2 separate regions of the Sus scrofa genome follow, and region 1 is linked to region 2. Evidence: chromatin contacts called from public Hi-C data. All regions are on one chromosome and are shown on one strand. The core of a region is the stretch at or near the end of the contact, and the rest is flanking DNA. Distances in the headings are between cores, read along the strand shown. Region 1 holds the start of ETV6 (transcription factor ETV6). Region 2 holds the start of CDKN1B (cyclin dependent kinase inhibitor 1B).

Evidence for each region. A called contact is a pair of places that touch in the nucleus more often than the background predicts.
Region 1: a Hi-C map of skeletal muscle shows a contact between it and region 2, with 8 times the contacts expected there. The contact joins the promoter of ETV6 here to the promoter of CDKN1B in region 2. A contact is called at or near these places in 1 of 5 promoter capture datasets (liver), 3 of 47 Hi-C or Micro-C datasets (heart right ventricle, liver and skeletal muscle) and 1 of 2 datasets of contacts at active chromatin or transcription factors (alveolar macrophages).

The regions. Positions count from the first base shown.
Region 1 is chr5:60,772,997-60,779,267 of Sscrofa11.1, reverse strand. It overlaps ETV6 (transcription factor ETV6), which reads left to right and starts at 2,476. Exons shown (of 8, transcript XM_005652587.3): 1 at 2,476-2,703. The coding sequence starts at 2,671.
Region 2 is chr5:59,732,199-59,738,525 of Sscrofa11.1, reverse strand. It overlaps CDKN1B (cyclin dependent kinase inhibitor 1B), which reads left to right and starts at 2,695. Exons shown (of 3, transcript NM_214316.1): 1 at 2,695-3,211; 2 at 3,758-3,887; 3 at 5,992-6,327. The coding sequence starts at 2,737. The coding sequence ends at 3,879.

The sequences.
Region 1 (6,271 bases), core at 1,227-3,726, 1.0 Mb before region 2:
TACTTTAACCTGGGGTTTAAGTAAGTGAAATGATATCCTTCTGTAAGAGTTCCATTCCTCTCATTGTTAGTCTGGCATTACAACTGTTATTGTTACACCTTACATTTTATTAAAAAAAATTGTGAATATTTGTTTTCTCTCCAGTTATGTCAGTATCTACATACTGTGCTCAGTTTTGTCGTAGCGCACAAAGCCTAAAATATTTACTATCCACCGCTGGCTAAATGCAACTTTTGCCACAGCTGCTACCGTGTGTTTTGTTTTAGAACCACATACACTCTCATTTAAACCACTTTTGAGGGTTACTTGGAGAAAGTAAAAATGAGATAGAAGGGAAGTTGAGAGTTAATTCCGTCCTGAGGTTAAATAATCGTAGCTAACTTTAATTGAAAAGGTAGTATATGTAGCAAGCACTCTGATAATTAAGCACTTTGAATATATTGGCACATTTTCAATACTCAGGAGAATCTCATGAGAAAGGTACTTTCCCCCACCCCCATTTTACCGAAGCTGAGAGAGCACGTTGCCAGAGATCATATTGATAAGGGATACGGAGATTTATAAGGGCTTAACCTAGCAATGGGACATCAGAACCAATGCTTCCAACAGCAGTGTAAGGACCAAAGGCAGATAAATGTGTGTGGGGGTTGGGCTGGGGGACAGCAGGTGGTCCAAGGCTGAGTGTTGGTTTGGACACGAGCTTTCTGGGAAAGAATAGGACTACGACGTGGCAAGGACTGCCCAGGTCCTTGGAAACTCACGAATCCCATTATGCCAAACTTCCCAGCTACTGGACTCTTCTATTCCAACCCTTTAGTAAATTCTGGTTTAAAGTGTTCTTCGAATGAGCGTGTGAAAAATTCTGAACACAATTTATTATGTGGAGAGAGGAAGGGAAGTTGGTAGGAAAGGTCCGTAGGATAGGGCAGCTTGGGAAATCTGTCCTGGTATACCTGTATATACTACATAACACGCATTATATTTATACAGATGTACTTACCTATCTGTAATTTAATACACATCCATACATCAAACCTATACGTATGATAAGGGTTTAGAATTTAGGCATAATGCTCTCAACTTTCTGCAGTGGACGCTTGCAAACATTTTCAGAGACTATAAATAACAATAGAAACAGTAGAGTGATCAGAGTACGTGCACTCAAGGCTAGAACCCTCAGCCCGACTGGCTCGAAACCTCCTCTAAGTGTTTTTGTTGTTTCTTTTTTTTCCACCAAATATTCCTCCCCCGGCAGGATCCCGGGGGCATCCTATCCGCCAATGACGGTTTCAGAGCTGTGGTCCCGGGGAGGAGTATTATCTCCAGGCACGCGTCCTGTCAACTCAGTAGTCGAGTCACCTATTTCGGTTGGTAGCGGCCGCTATTTCTTTAAAAGGACAGCGGATTTCGAAACCCGGAGGAAGGGGGGGGGGGTGTCAGGAAAAGGAACTCAACTGCCTTTGATAACTGCCCGGCAGCCTTCCCTTCTCCACAACGCATGCGGGGCTGGGGCAGCGCCCGCGGCGGCCGCATCCCCGGCAAGCGCGCCTCCCCTTTTCGGGGCGCCCACCTTCGCGGGGATTCCCCGGCCCACGGGGCTCGGCGTCTGCGGGCGGCCTCCCGGCTTTGTCTCCAGCGTCGCGCTCCGGCGCTCGCTCGCTAGCCCCTTTTCCCCGGTGCGGGCTGTAACCCGATCTCCCATTTCCTGGTGGATTCTCTTAAAGAGGCCGCGGTCGAGAAGCAGAACAAAGGCTATTGTTTTATTTCCTCCTTCGGATTCCGCGTCCTTACCGGAATGCCCTTTCCTATATAATTATTTTCATTGCGTCTCCGCTCGGCGGGGAAAAAATACAAAAAAACCCTTGTGCCTTCCAAAGTATCCGAGAGACGGAGCTCGGGGAGGGGGGGCGCTTAATAAAACCTGTTTTGAGGTTTCTGGGGCCCCGATGGAACCTTTCTTGGCGTGTCTTCCACGAGCCTGGCGCGGCCCGGCCCAGCCTGGGAAGCCCAGCGCTGGCCGGAGGGGGCTGCGCCGCCCGCCTCGTTAGCCACCGCGGCCTCACGCGGCCCCGCTCCCCCGGGATCCTCCGCCCGCGCCCCCGCCGCTGCCGCCGCCCCTCCCCCAGCGCGGCTTTTATTTCCCCGATGCCGGCCTGTAACCCGAGCTTTTATTTCCTGGTGGCTCCTTTAAGAGGCAGAGCTCAGTGCTGGGAATTCACGTCAGTTTCTGCACTGAAACTCTCAAGATCAATGAGCAAAGAGCTTTCTCAGTTCTGCCTTTCAGTTTCTCTCTTCCAGGAAGGAAAACATTCGAGAGAACTAGCGAGGGAGAGCGGCGGGAGGGCGGGGGGCGGGGGCGCCGGCCCGGGTGGGAGGAGAGAGCGGGAGGCCGGCCGGGCTGCGCCCCGGGTCGCCGTGCCGCGCCGCGACCTGCAGACCCCGCCGCCGCGCCGCCCGGCTCCCACGCCCCCGCCGCCCCGCGCGGCGACTCCGCCGGCGCCCCGCCCCGCCCCGCGCGCTCGCGGCCCCCCGGGGCGGCCGCCGGGAGAGATGCTGCAAGAAACTTCTTAAATGACCGCGTCCGGCTGGCCGTGGAGCGTTTCTGGGTTGGGGAGAGGAAAGGAAAGTGGAAAAAAACTGAGAACTTCCTGATCTCTCTCGCTGTGAGACATGTCTGAGACTCCTGCTCAGTGTAGCATTAAGGTAAAGATCTTCTCCCCCTCCCTCTCCGGGGTGGAAAACCTTGAGCTGCACTGGCCCGGCCAGTCCTGCTGGGCTCTCCAGTTCCGAGGGGGCTGCTGCAGTCGCTCTGTTCGCAGGAAATTATTTGGGGCGCCGGGGAAGGAGATGCAGCTCGCGGCGGCTGCCGTACCCTTTAGCGTAACCTTGCTACTCCCCCCTCCCGCCGAGCCCCCTGCCGGCTCCTGCGCCCCCACCCCACCCCCTTTCTTTTTGACGGTGAAATGCCCGTCACCATCGGTCAGGAGGATCCCGAGTGGTGTCTAGGACCGTAAAACAGCCCCGTAATTAGTGCTCTTTTTAAAAAACCTGCTCCCTGCTCCTACTCCCAACATGTGACCAAAATGTAACTTTTGTTCCCGAGGGGTGGTCTCCTTAGAAAAAAAAGTTCTCCAGCCCCATTGGGGTTGGAATCATTTCTTTAAAAAAAAAAAAAAGAAAGAAAGAAAGAAAGAAAGGCTCCCGGAGTCTGATCAGACAGATTCCTCCCCCCACCCCCAACCCCGATTGTAATTGCAAGCGCTTGTGGAAGAGACAGTCGTGGTGTCAGCTTTTCCTGGGCATTGCACAATGAATTTCTTTCTTTTTGTTTGTTTGTTTGTTTCTTTTTTTAAACCAAGGTGAATAAAGTTGCTGAATGGTTGTTTTACTCGGATGCATCTGAAAGTTGAGCAATCCCAAAGTAAAAAACTCCTGCGATGCAGGGAGAGAGAATTATTTAAGTGACCAGGAAAAATGACCTTCCCGGTTTGACAGTGCAGAGAGGATATCTAAGCGTAGAAATCTCCCGGCTTTCTGGCCATGGTTTGCAGTATTGTAAGTGCAGGAGGGTGGAGGATGTTTGCAAACACAGTACTTAGCTTCCAAGTGGTTGTATTTGTGCATTTATATATGTGTATGTGTGTGTCTGTAAAGGCTAGTGGTGCTGCGGTTTGTTGCTTCTAAAAAGTTGCCGTAAAGTTTGCCACCGTGAGGAGGCAGAATGATTTATCCATCTCCCCCAGTTATTTTTGCCATTGCTGCTTTTGTTGTACACTTTCATTTCACTGTCCCATGTACCCAGATGGAAAAGCCTTGCTGCTTCTGTGAGAGGCTGAAGCTGCTGAAGTTTGTTTGTTTATGGCTTGGCCCATTTAAGATGCATTTATTGAGTGGACCCTGCAGCAACAAGGAACAAATAACTGGTTTTCTTCATTGGTGGGGAATTCGAGAAACCTGTACTGTTTTAACATTGCTTTTCTGCAGAATCTGTTTAGCGGGAACACAGTATTTTATCATATTTGCTTATTAGGCTTTCACAATTATACTCAGGTTTTAGTGGGTTTTTTTTAATCAGGGAGGATTCTCATGGGTTTGAAGTAGGGTTAATGTGAACTTGAAAAGGTGGGTTGGGTTTAATTGTTTTTACCTGGCAAAAAACACCCAGGGGAACTTTCGGGTTTCTGTGTTTGTACCTATCTGGGGGGAGGCAGCAGTTAAGTCTGTGGTAGAGGGGGTGTTGGGGTAAAAAACTTAAGTAGGTTGATACTTCAATTTCTTTTGCTGTGTAAACTCTATTCTAGGAGTCTGGGAAAGTTCAAGAAAGTCCTACCATACAGCCAAGCTAGTTTATCTGATAAGTCATAACCCAAGCAGTGGTAACTAAGTGATGGGGTATTAAATCAGTAAATTTTATATGGTTCGATGGCAGTAAACTTGAGCTCCAGAGAACTGGACCAGCTATAGGACAGTAATTTTAGGGTGAAAAACAACAAAAAGCAAGCCTGTGACTTTTCTTGATACCTCTTCTAAAGCAATTGCGTGTGCCTGCCTTTCTGAGGGGCTTATGTGTGGGTGCTGCAGGCACCCCGCCGTGGAAGAAGATTCCAGCAGCCCTTCCCTTGCACACGTGGATGGAACCAGTCCCAAATGGCGCACTCTTTTAAATGTGATATAAGCATTGCCGCCATAGTTGGCATATCTTTTTTTTCCCCTTATTTACCCTCTCACTTCTTTTCAGGAGCCTCTTTCCTTGACTGTGTATTTCTCTGCAATTAGAATAGACTTAATGTTCTTTACCAGTAATGGAAGTATTGCTTTTATTTGGGATTGTTCTTTACGGAACCAGCACGTGACTGTTTGCTTAGACTGTGTTGAGGTTTAAATGCACATATGGGAAGTGCATTTCTCCGCGGAGTTTGTTTAGTTTGCAGTGTTCCAATAAGAAGTGCTGGAGATCAAGGACTGGGATTATTTTAGCTGGTCTGAAAATGTTCTGGTGGTGTGTGCAGTGTCTCTCTTCGTCCTTGGATGTGGTACAGTGACTGCGTAATAAAAGATGTTTGCTGGGGGCCCACAAGCAAGTACTGGAATTGCTTCTTGAGTCCAGTAAACAAGAAACTTTCCTGTGGAGCAGGGAATGAATGTCAGGAGCTTTCAAGGATGAGCGGATAGGTCTGACATCCTGAAGAAGTGTGACATGGAAGGAGATTTCTTGGGGTAGCAGGGTTTCAGCCCAGTCCTGAAACCTTCCTCCCTGGCTTTCATGGCTTACGAGCAGCTGGTCAGCAGGCAGTAAATTCCTCCACAGCTGGTGTGATGGAGCACAGAGGAGTCTGACCAGAGGCAGCCACCGAGGGAAGTACTTTGTTTACTTCTGAGCAGCGTCAGTGCTGCCAGAAGAGAGAAGTGGACGAGTTAGGTGGAATTTCCAGGGCGAAAGTTTCTGAATCAGTCAGTCAGTGACACCTTCGCAGGTATCACTTGTGTGGTGGTGGTTGACGCTGAATGCCTGATGTTGGTCTTTATATTTCTTTTGCACTTTATAAGTGTGTTCCCGTTACTGCGGGGAAGTTAATATTGGGCACAGGTTGCCAGCAGGAGATAGGTTGACTAGCCCAGGGTCACCCAACTTATGGCTGAGCCCCACTGTCTGTCTGCCCTGGACACTCTCATCAGGAGAGATGAAATGCTTCGATTCCTGACCATTTGGGGTTGTTTGAATGTAAGGTCAGGGTCCCCTAACTGTGTACAAAGTCAAATTATTTCTTTTTTAGAGGATTGCATGGCTGACTGCTGGCCGTGGGAGGAAGGAAGAGGCTGTCTTTTCCATCAGCAGCCTTCACCTTCAAGTCACCTGTTCAGTTTTAAGTTCAGCCAAGTCGCAGTGGAAAGTAGTTATGGCCCAGCAGACTGAGTGTGTCCTTTGGGAGGCTTGGTGGGCGAGGGCTAGCCATGGTACTACAGAAAATAGTCACATGATCTTTCTAGTCCTCCTTCCTCTGTCCTCCGTCCTGGTTGGCTTTCTTAGCGGAACGAAATCTCTTCCTATTTAAAAAAAAATTTTTTTATTATAGTTGATTTACAATGTTCTGTCAATTTCTTCTATACAGCGAAGTGACCAGGTCATATATACGTACATATATATGCACACACACACACACACACACACACACATTCTTTTTCTCCTGTTATCTTCTGTCATGTGCTATCAGATGAGTGGATTTAGAAGAAATGTCTTATTTTGCTGCTCTCTGGGACACTCTGGGTGTCC
Region 2 (6,327 bases), core at 1,446-3,945:
CTTTCATCTATGTGGTCCTTCGTGTAATTATGTATCTGAGTTTATGCTTATATATAATAGCGAATTCCAGTGAAGTCTAGCAATTATGTAAACATTTTCACAACAGTGATCTCATTTCAGGAATAGGGAATAAATTAGGGTATTGAGACGTACCCTAAATTTCATGTCCCTCTTACCCCTCCTCCAGTTCAGCAAATTAAGTGGGGCATTAAATGTAGAAAAATAAAGAAGACCTGACCTTTTACTATGATCTCAGGTGAAATATTTTGTCAGTCAGGTAGGAAGTCTTGACTTTGAAATAAGTTTGGGGCATCACCTCCCTCACTGCTCTCACCCTGCCTTTTGGGAATCTGCGTTTTAGCCAAATTAGTGCAAGGTCACACCAAAGGCCAAAGATAGTGGTATCAGGCCAGGGACCAGAGGCTACATCAAGGAAACATCTGCAGACAAGCCAGGGTATGAGAAGGAGCCATTCTGAATCACTTGTAAGAGAGGAGGGCCTGTAGACTATAGCACAGGCAGACCCAGGAAAACAAACAAACAAAAACAACCAGTTGAGGCCATCAGGAGGGAAAGGAACAGAAAATGAACCAGCTTTAGGGTGAGGGTGCTGCCTCTACTCTAGTCCTGGCTCTGCTACCAACTGGCTATGTGTCCCCAGACAAGAAACCCGAGTCTCAATTTCCTCAGTGGTAAAAAGAAAGGATTGAGCCACAGGGTTCTGAAGGCTCTCTCCCCCACCCCCTCCAGCTCTTACATTCTGGAGTGCACACGTGAGGCAGGCAGACAAAGTGGACAAACAATATGTGGTTAAGAAAACAAGTTACAAGTCAAACTCATCTGTATCATAGACTCCTAAGAAAACGGCTGTGGACTACTGAAGACACCTAAGAAAACTGTTGTGTACTATTAGAACTGAAGATTAGTTTCCAGTAACGTGTATAATAACTTTGACCCAGACCAAGATCATATATGGGAGTGGGGGAAGGCAGTTAAAGACTCTTTGGGCTCTGTTTCAGATATGATAGCCCTGTTCATCCTGTTTTAACTCCCATCATCTTGCTCAAAATCATATGGATAGGTAGACTTCAAGTTGCCAAGGGGAGCAGAGAAACGCCCAAATAATAATATCAGATCTGAGAACATGGTTGTGGTGGTTGTATAAATCACTTCACAATCTGGACTTTGCGATTACTTTCACCCTTCAGCGACTTGCAGCTCTCTCAAAGCGTTCACTTGTATCTATCTGAATGTTCTGGGTGGGCTGGAGAAGTGAATCTGGTGGGAGAGAAAGGTGAAGGAAGGAAGGGGCTGTTGTATTTGGCGGCGGGACTCAGGTAGAGGAAACTGCTACAAGCCGGGAAAGAACTGAAAAATATAAAAGAGGAGACGAGTTCCCACACGCAGACCAAGTCAGTGGCCTTAACAGTGCTTGGGAAGCAAGAACCTGGGCCAGGGGTGTATCCTCGCTTTTTTAAACGAAATGTATCTGAGACAGCTACTAAGTTTATTAGGGACTTGGGAGACCAATAGAGTTTTTGATCTCGAAGCCCTTTTCTTGTTTTTATTGAGGGAGAGCTTGGGTTCAGAATACATTACAAATGCAGCATCTATTCCAGTCTACTTATAGAAAGACGTCCTCCTGGGCTTCCCCCCTAAGCCCCCTGCCTCCCCTAGAACAGCACAGACTTCTAGGTTAAGGGTGAGCTAACCACTGCTCACCCCCAGCTAAGGCACCCAGGCTCAGGGGCTCCCCGCCTCCCCCGCTGAGCGAGCGGTGGGGGCCCCCCCGGGAGAGAGCCCAGCTGGGGGCCGAGCGCCCAGCGGCGAGCCCAGCTGCCCGCCCCTACCCGCTCGGCGAGCGAGGGGAAAATAAGATCGCCCTCGGCGAGGAGAGGGAGGTCGGGGCTCCGGAGCGGAGCGCAGCGCAGGGACCAGAACCCGCCACCTCTCCGGCCAGGCCCCTCCCCGGCTCCCCGGCCTTTTGGCGAGTTTGTCTTATTTTTAATTTCTCCGAGGCCAGCCAGAGCAGGTTTGCTGGCAGCCCGGCACCTCCAGCAGTCACGCGACCAGTCGAGCTCCCGGCCGCGCGCTCGGCGGCGGCGCGCTCGGGAGGCGGGGAGGCGCAGCGGCGGCTCAGGGGCCACCTTAAGGCCCAGCTCGCCAGTCTCGGCTGGGCGGCTCCCGGCGCCGCGACCAATGATCTCCTCCTCTGTTTAAATAGACTTGCGGTGTCAATCATCTTCTTCTTCGTCAGCCTCCCTTCCACCGCCATATTGGGCAACTAAAAAAAGGGGGCTCGTCTTTTCGGGGTGTTTTTCTCCCCCTCCCCTGTCCCCACTTTCTCGCCGCTCCGCGACTCCGACGCCGGCAAGGTTTGGAGAGCCGCTCGGTCGGCGGGACCCGCGGGCTCGCAGCGGCGGGGACTCGGACTGGCTCTGCCCCCTCCTCTCTCCGCTGCGCTCCTCTCCCCTCCCCTCCCCGCCCTCCAGCTCGCCCGTACACTTGATCGGCGGAGACTCGGGGCTGCCTGGCCCGGGCTGCCCCTCGCCCCCTCCCCCAGCCCCAGCGCGCTCCTGACGCTCGGGCGCTTACTCGTCGGTGTTTGTTTCTCTTGGCTCGGAGGGCAGCCGCAGGGCTTATAAGAGGGGCTCGGGCTGGGTCGAGGCGTTTTGTTTTGTTCGGTTTTGTTTTGCGAGAGCGCGAGAGAGGCGGTCGCCGAGCCCCGGGAGGAAGATGTCAAACGTGAGAGTGTCTAACGGGAGCCCGAGCCTGGAGCGGATGGACGCCAGACAGGCGGAGTACCCCAAGCCCTCGGCCTGCCGAAACCTCTTCGGCCCGGTCAATCACGAAGAGTTAACCCGGGACTTGGAGAAGCACTGCAGAGACATGGAAGAGGCCAGCCAGCGCAAGTGGAATTTTGATTTTCAGAATCACAAGCCCCTGGAGGGCAAATACGAGTGGCAGGAGGTGGAAAAGGGCAGCTTGCCCGAGTTCTACTACAGACCCCCGCGGCCACCCAAAGGCGCCTGCAAGGTGCCGGCGCAGGAGGGCCAGGGTGTCAGCGGGACCCGCCAGGCGGTGCCTTTAATTGGGTCTCAGGCCAACTCAGAGGACACACATTTGGTAGACCAAAAGACTGATGCACCGGACAGCCAGACGGGGTTAGCGGAGCAGTGCACTGGGATAAGGAAGCGACCTGCCACAGACGGTAATGACCCTTTCGAATGCATGAAACGTCTGTTTGTCTGCCTCTCTCTGTTTGTCTGCCGTGCTGTTTTCCCTGCTTGAGGATCTTAAACCTCCGCTTTCTTTTCAGCGCATTCTGACTTAGCTCTTGGGGAACACACCTTCCTCATCTTAGGTTTTAAATGCTATTTGGCTAGCTGCTGGTCTGTTTATGACTTTTAAGTCTGAAGCATGAGACTGTGCTATCTGATAATTTCTCTAACTGAAAACATCGCGGCTCCTCCCCGCTAGCCAGCTGTAGGTATGTGACAACGTTGGGATGTTTATCAACCACCTCCCTCTTCGCTTTGGAGAGAGAGAGATTTGGGGCGTAGAATACACTTTCTGTTATGTGAAAACAACCTCATTTTGTGCCCTTAAAGGCCACTGGGAATGACGGATCCAGGATGGTGGGTGGAGGTGGTGGGTTTTTTGTCCCCTCAGTATCGAGCCAACTTGTGTCAGCCATTGTTTTTTCTAATAAAGATTATTTGTGTGTGTTCTTTTTAAAATTCCCTCCTGCCTTTAGATTCCTCTCCTCAAAACAAAAGAGCCAACAGAACAGAAGAAAATGTTTCAGACGGTTCCCCGAACTCGGCTTCAGTGGAGCAGACGCCCAAGAAGCCCGGCCTCAGAAGGCGTCAAACGTAAACTGCTCGGTGGGTTGATCACTGGAAGCAAATAAGTGACACCCGATTTGGGCTGAAGGAACTCATGGGTTTTCAAACACCAAGATACCCGATCTTAGTGGTGTCTGGCAGATTAGAGCTTGTGGGGTTTTGTTTGTATTTTATGAGGTCCAAAAAAAGGAGGAATGGGAAAGACTGGGCATCAGGGTGGGGGTACTATAATTCTTCCCAGTTTCTCTGTCCTGAGATCATTTTCCTTTGAAGCTCCCAATGATTAGAGCAAGTGTCCCAGGCAAATACTTGCAACCAAGGCCCTGTGGGTAGGAAGGTCAGTTCCCTGAGAGTCCCATCAAAACGGTGTTGGGAACAATAGGTTCTTTTTCCATCTGAACAAGAGCGGGGGTCTGCCTCCATCCCACTTCAGGAGAATTCATCTCCCAGAGGACCAAGCTGACTCTAACAGATTTTGAGCCATACATGGAAAAAAATGGCAAATAAATGATCCAGTTAAAACTTTGAGGGAAAAGTTAGGTACAAATGGCTCATATCTGGTTAATCACATGGTTAGAAATGTGAATAGAGAGGAGTGTGGCTTTCTTTTATCTATCGTTTTCACAAAGTGTCACTTGCCCTGTTTTCTGATCAGTGTGGGGGATGGAGAAGGAACCTGTGTATTTAAAAAAAACCAAAATGGAAGGCTCAAAAACGCTAAGGTTCCTATGGAATTTCTGATAACACTGAAGTTACAAAGCAGAAGTTAAGTAACTCTGCCAGAGTAAGCAATCCAGGAACACGTCAGCATGTGTATGCTAATCGTGCTATAACAGGATAATTTGGATATTTGTAGGGGAAATGGATAGTAGATACCAGGGCTGCCACTGGTTAGGGCTACCCCGAACAAGGCAAGTGGACATTTTTCCACCTACTAAAATCTGATCAATGTAAAAAACTAATTTGCATAATTCAGCCCCCCAGCTTTACATGGATTGGTTTCCATAATGATCAAACTACATATATTAGTTAATAGTTTGTACACTCCTTACAGACAATGACCGTGACCTCTTTTTTTTCCCCTCCACAAACACCCTCATAGCTTAGCATTTAAAGAGATCCTAAGAGATGTTGACATTAACTTTCAAAATCCTCATTTATAAAAATTTTAAAATAAAGAACAGGGATGAAGGTAGGGTTCAAGTTTGTTGTGTTTTTACATCAGTGTCACAGGTAGGACTTTATTACATACGTCTGATATCTTTCAGAGCTTATACAACACGGCACTATCGAACCCTACGTTATAGCTGTATATGAAGTGAAAAAAATTTCTGAGTCAACCTTAACACCTGTGGCTCTTGTTGGTTGGTGACTCGTGGCCTAGCTCATCAGATGAGCCACAGCAAATCAGACCTACTGGATTTTGATCTGGCCGCATTCTGACATACAGAGAGGCATTTGTTAGTAAATATTGCCAGTTCAGCGAATACAGGAAATAGTAGTAAGGACCTCTTCTCAAGCATTCATGTGTGTATACTCTTCATACGACTGAGAAACTAGTTTTTTTTTTGGGGGGGGTGAATAGAATTTTCTTTGGTGAGCTTTTCTATTTCCAGTTATTTTTCAAATTTAGAAAATTTTGCTACTCTTAAGTGTTAACAGTTCCTTAATTTTCCTGTGTCTGTTCTTTCTCACTATTTTTGACCCCGATTCTCTAGACCAGGGTTTCTCAACCTCTGCACTGTTGCCATTTTGAGCCGAATAATTCTTTGTTGTGGGAGGGTGTCCTGTGCGTTGTAGAATGTTTTGGGAGCATCCCTAGCCTCTCCCAGTAGATGCCAGTAGCACCCCCTCCACACCCAGTATGACAAGCAAAAATGTCTCCAAACATTGCCAGATGTCCCCTGGGGGACAAAATTATCTACTGTTGAGAAGCACTGCTCTAGACAAAAGTACCCAGCGCAGGAGAAAGTAAAAATCTGGGGATTGAGATGGCTCTAGTCACCAACTTCTACTACATTCTTCCTTTTCCATCGCCCAGGTATTTCCCAATTAAGGCAGGAACAAAATAATTCTTGTTAATATGTTGGCAATATTATTCTAGTGCTTTTCTCCTAATTCTTTTTTCTTATTTCTTTTGCAGTATTAAGAGTATGTTTCCTTGTTGATCAGATACATCACCGCTTGATGAAGCAAGGAAGATAAAAAATAAAAATTTTAAGTGCATATCTGACTCCATGAAAGGGACAACCCGTATAAAGCACTGAACAGCAACAAGTCAATAACACTAAAATTTTAGGCACACTTAAAATCATCTGCCTCTAAAAGCATTGGATGTAGCATTGTGCAATTAGGTTTTTCCTTATTTGCTTCATTGTACTACCTGTGTATATAGTTTTTACCTTTTATGTAGCACATAAACTTTGGGGAAGGGAGGGCGGGTGGGGCTGAGGAATTGGCACGGGTGGGGGGGTTATGA